Linked DNA regions of Anser cygnoides: region 2 is linked to region 1. The links are chromatin contacts, called in public Hi-C maps. All regions are on one chromosome and are shown on one strand. Each heading gives the region's core, a stretch centred on a gene start, on an enhancer-like site or on the middle of the called end of the contact. The rest is flanking DNA. Distances are from core to core; before and after follow the strand shown. Region 1 holds the start of PLA2G12A (phospholipase A2 group XIIA). Region 2 overlaps LRIT3 (leucine rich repeat, Ig-like and transmembrane domains 3).

Region 1 (2,700 bases), core at 153-2,652:
CAGCCAGAAAAAAGTTTCTCAAATTAGCACAAGCTTCCTACAGCAATATACAGAAGCATGAAAAAATAATGTGAAAAAGAAAAAGACAAACAAAAAAAACACCAAACCACATCCTTACAAGGGCCAGATCCTGTACTATGCAGTCAGGGGGAATTGTGCCACTGCATTAACTGACACGGAAGCTGAGACATTCAGCAAGGGTTATCCACAAAAAGAATTATGCAGTCAACCAGAAGAGACACTAGCACTGTGCTCTTAAAAGGGCCAGAATTCGGTTTTTGGATTGGTACTTTCAACACAGAACTGTTAAATGACTTCAGGACCATCTCAGTCCTGTCAAACCGCTCAAGAGTTTTATAACATACTTCACTGGATTCTAATTTACAAGAGTTTTAATATCTATTTTACTTTATCTCTCTCAATGAATTATCCCATTGAATCAATAGCATTTGTTCACACAAGTTGTTGACAGGGGGAGGGAGGTGCTTTTTGTGTGTTTTGTTGCATTTTTTGCTGCTGGTGGCTATGTTTTTTAATAATTCAACACTGTCTGCTTCAGACAGAAGTTTTATGTTTTCCCTGACTTTTCTTTATCTTCCACTGTCTCGCAGAAAAATCAGCACGAATTTATCAAGTAAGGACCCTGTCAGTCACCAATAGCTGAAGTTAAGGGTATGAATTACTACTCTTACCTGCCCCTAACAAAGCTTCCTATTTAGGAAAGCATTTAAGCATATTTCTTCCTTGGAAATACTTTGCTGAATCAGGGTCTTTATGTAGTAATCATAGGGAAAGGCTGCTTTCAGGACAGGTGTAGGAAGAGCTCCCTCTTTTGTTTGACTTAGCATACGTCAACTTTTGCCACCTATTTCTTCAGTTAACTCTGATTAATACTAAATGCAGAGGGTGCAAAGAAAAAAACCGTATTTACCGTGTATCTTCCCACTCTGACTGTCTATCTGGAGTGTTTTCTCTCCATCTCCCGTTTTTCACCACAGTTACTTTTCTCCTGAGATCCTGATGCTAGCACGCTCGGGGCAATCCCATGCACCTTAAAACAAAGATTTCATTACAAAAACTAAGCCAGCTCCCACACGGCTCCACTTCACCCCCCTCTAAGGAGCATGTAGGATTTAAATATATATAGACAGGCATGGGTATGGACTGGGAGGTTTAGCAAGCGGGCTCATTTCGGTCGGTTTTCTGCAGGCACAGACCCCACATCCCCAGCGCTCAGCACTGAGGCACGGCCACCCCCTACCCCGCCACCCCACTCCTCCAGCGGCCCCCTCATGTTTTGGGGCGTCCCCTCAGATTTAGGGGCGTCCCCTCAGGTTTAGGGGCGTCCCCTCAGCCTTGGGGTCGCCGCCTCAGGCTTGGCGGCGCCTCCCCGGAGGCGGGCTCGGGGCGGCGCCCGGCGGGCCGATGGCGGCGGGCAGGCGGCGGGGGCTCGAGGCGAGCGGCCGGCCCCGGGCATGGCCGGCGCCCCGCTGCTGCCGCTGCTGCTGCCGCTGCTGGCCTGCGCCTGGCTGGGTGCGAGCCAGGAGGCGCCGCGGACCCCCGACTGGCGGCTGACGCTGAAGACGATCCGCAACGGGGTGCACAAGATCGACGTGTACCTCAACGCCGCCCTCGACCTGCTGGGCGGCGAGGACGGGCTGTGCCACTACAAGTGCAGCGACGGTGAGGGGGCCGCCGCGGGGAAGGAGGGAAATGGCCGCCCGGGCCAGGCTCCTTGGCGGTGCCTGGAAGCGCCGGGCCGCGGCCGTGCCCTGGCCTTGTTGTCGCGAGGTAGCGAAAGGAGGTGAAGGGTCGCTTCCCAGATCCGGATTCGGATCCGGATTGGGTCGGGGCGCGAGGTCTGCGCCCTGGCGGGGGGACGGGGCTTCAGCGGGCTGCGGAGGTGTAAACGCCCGGGTGGTGAGGGTTGCTGTCGGATCCGTTTCGTTCCGTGTGTTTTTCGTTTAACCCTTAGGATTGTCAGCATACTGGCTGCGTACAAAGCATGGAGCGCTTTAAAGTTCATTAGTACTTCGAAGAGCCATTCCTTTTAAATATAATCCTGTGTATTGCACACAAGTCATGCATCGATTGTAGTGACTCTCATGCATCGATTGTAGTGACTCAAGACTTCTTTTTTTTTTAATATAGAAACTAAAGTGAATACTTGCTCAGGTGTCTTATCCCCCCTTGTTGACAAAGTGCTTAGTGCTCCTAAGCCGTAATTTGGAAAGACTCGGTGATATTCAGGTGCTTGAATACATGCTTATGCCAAAAATACAGCCGTCTCAAGCCCAGCAAATGGCTGCGGTGAGTTTTGACGGTACTAAAATTCTGCGGAAAAATATATCTGAGGTATTATAAATTGCCTTTTACAGGATCAAAGCCCTTTCCTCGCTACGGGTATAAACCTTCACCACCAAATGGCTGTGGATCCCCTCTATTTGGGGTTCAGGTAAGTCCATTTTGGGGTTTCTTTGTGCGTGTGGATTTTCATACGTGGAATTTCCTCGATGCGGGTGTTTCCTTCCTCCCGTATTCTAAGGATGAGACATCTGAAGCTTGTAAGGAGCACTGAGACCATGTACTAAATCCCTGCCTTTATCAGCTCCAGCACGTGCTTTGGTAACAACACGTGGGAAATACTAGTATTATAAATGAACAAAATGTAAATATTTTCATCAGCATCATAAATATTAT
Region 2 (2,734 bases), core at 138-2,637, 44 kb before region 1:
TGTCTAAGCACATCAATTATTTCCAATCAAGCATAAGCATGTCACTATTTGTGCTCATCTTTTAAGTTATGGGAGCTTTAGTTTGTGAGCTAGAGAACATTTTTTTCATTCTCACTTGCTTATAAGGGGCCAGTTTTCGTCACCGTGTTAAGAAGGAGAGACCATAAGTGCATTTGAAAATGAAATTCCCCTTAAGGTATAAGAAGGGAGACAAGGTCCCCCAGAAACAAGGACTCAACTGAGAGTCCACTGTAAGAAATACTGGGGAAAAGCACGGGAACTCTCCTGTACGTCCTCGGTACTGCCTGGAAAGGACAGAAGCACGGGGCTGCTGGGCTACAAGTGGATGGAAGGGCAGGAAACTGTGGGTCCACAGCATTAATCAGGACTGATCTGCAGCACTGGTAGGGATCACATCTCACATGCAAGGCAGCAGGCTTTCCCTTACAGTGAACGATACTAAAAATATTTCTGCTACCTTTCTGTCCCCTGCATGCTTTGCTACAGGAAAGGATTTTATTATTATTATTGCTTCTAATAGTAATGCAGTGCTGAAAGATCTTTCAAAGCTATAAATACATGGCTTTCATGTTCTCCCAGTGTTTAAGAGGAGAACCAAAGCTTCTGCAATCTGAACAGAGTAACAGAAACAGGCAAAATAGAAGGAATGGCAAAGCAAAGCCATTAGAATAGGTGGGCATTTAGTCTAGGACACAGGTTTGATCATCTCAGATCATTCTGAAAGCCTGGTTTCAGTGGACGAAGAAAGCTGTCATCCTAGAAGAGACACTACTTTTGTGTTTCAGTGCAAAGGAAAGAGCTGTCTCAGCTAGTTGTCTCATCTCCCCATCCATCGTGTTGCCCAGTGGAACTGGCTGAAGAAGCAGGACATATATAAAGACGTATAATACATACAGCCACAGGAGTTCCTTCCTTGCCTCCATGGCTCATTCCTTCTATTTATTTGAGTCTTGCCAATACCTGGCAGTATGCACATTATCTGCTGTAAAACATACACAGCCATTGTAGGTCATCGAATTGTGTAAATTCCCAAAATAAAAAGATGAAACGACAATTGACTTGGAAGCAAGGATAAAACACTGATTTTGATTACACTTCAGTTAGCTATTGAAAGGAAAACAAATGGGAATGTAAACTTATGCAATTTCACAGCTTGTGTTTACAAGGTGGTAGAAGTGAGAAAGAACACATGAAAGAATAAAGAAAAGGTTACAAAAAGGTAGAAGTTGAAGAAACTGGAAAAAAAATGCGGAGCTCTAATAAAGCAATGAAATAGGAAATTATTTTCCTGAGGGGATACTAAGAAGAGAATATAAAAATAAATATAAGTCCCCAACAGCATATGTATCTGTTAGAACACCAAGTATTTATAAATTCTGGCTTCTTTTGCAGAAATATTAAGGCAGCTTATTGACCTGAGTAAGAAATATTAACCAAGGCAAAGCAAATGTTGATAAATATTTATGCATTGCGATATACCAACACAATGTATGTTAACATCAAATAAGGATTATAAATTGTTCTATTAAAAAAAAAAAAACAAACAACTTCCTTTGATCTAGGTTTAGCATACTTTAAATTTGCTCACAGATTTATATGTATGCTTGCTTGTACAGGGGCAAATACGTATATATGTATGTGTGACTGCATGCATATTTTTGCAGTCTTCTCAGTAAGCAGGATTTCCCCACGCTGTGTCAATATGGACTTTAGCGTTTGAAATAGCTATGAGCAAAATTTCCTTTGTAAATAAGTAACCAGTCTCAGACCATAGCTCGTACTATATACTGTGTTTCAGTTGCTGCAAAATGGGAGTACATGAAATATCCACGTTTTTGGCCAATGGAAATATTCACCACAGCTTGGGCCAACCTACCCAAGGCTATCCTCTAGCTGAAGCTACAGAACTTTTGATCGATGGTTCTAAACAGTAAATCCCACTTCTGTCACTGTGTCCGACACACTGTAATTGCTAGGGAGTAATTTTGGGGAGAGTGGCATCTACCCCATAGCCCAGCATAACCAGTGGGATCCTGATGGACCTGCTGAGTTTCCAATTTTTGGCACCTCTACACGTAACAGAGGCAAGATTTCATCTGTCACTCTGTCAAATCCTGGACCCCTCCATTCCTCTCAGTGACTCACTGGATGTAATTTTCCATATGGAAAATGTTGCTACCATCATTCACGCCAGAAATATCAATCTCTGTACAGCAGCCAATGCTGAAACTTAGCTGTGATTTGGATCAAAGAATTAGGTCATAGCTCCAGTGCTAACCAAGAGAGGGCCAGATGAACTCACACCCGGGTCCCTTGATCGTTTCCACTGTTTATTGTCAGCTCATTCCACAGCTTTGTTTTGAACTGTTCCAAAGGGCGATCTCCAAGACAAAAGCAGGAACCAAGCGTGCTCTGGGGACCGCTGCCTGAAGGGAGCATGGGTGAGACCGCATCAAGAATGGCTCCCTCCATCCTGCTTGTTCTCCCAGAGCAAGCCCAGCAGGCTTTGAACCTTCAAACTATGCTGTGCGCCTGCCAGTCCGCCAGGCATGTAACACAGGTGCTGTGTCGTAGTACAAGGGCACTGTTCTGTGGTTTGCAATGCCATTCTTGCTTTACTTCAGCCAGTCTGAGTTGAGAAAAATACACTACTGCCACCCGCTTACATTTTAGAGACACTGAAACATCCCATCAGGCCCACAGAAAACCAAGG

The links. A called contact is a pair of places that touch in the nucleus more often than the background predicts.
Region 2: a Hi-C map of liver shows a contact between it and region 1, with 4 times the contacts expected there. The contact joins the enhancer-like site here to the promoter of PLA2G12A in region 1. A contact is called at or near these places in 2 of 7 Hi-C or Micro-C datasets (both in liver).

Annotation. Positions count from the first base shown.
Region 1 is chr4:76,556,559-76,559,258 of Taihu_goose_T2T_genome, reverse strand. It overlaps PLA2G12A (phospholipase A2 group XIIA), which reads left to right and starts at 1,402. Exons shown (of 4, transcript XM_013185235.3): 1 at 1,402-1,683; 2 at 2,379-2,455. The coding sequence starts at 1,476. It overlaps LOC106038646 (a long non-coding RNA gene), which reads right to left. Exons shown (of 3, transcript XR_010831293.1): 2 at 932-1,051.
Region 2 is chr4:76,600,609-76,603,342 of Taihu_goose_T2T_genome, reverse strand. The region is part of intron 3 of LRIT3 (leucine rich repeat, Ig-like and transmembrane domains 3); the gene reads right to left. Among named protein-coding and RNA genes, the nearest start is that of LRIT3, 8.2 kb to the right of the region's middle. Within about 2 kb of position 1,387, at least 2 of the 3 cell types and tissues checked have open chromatin away from gene starts, as enhancers often do. A contact at or near this core is called in liver, where this site is marked.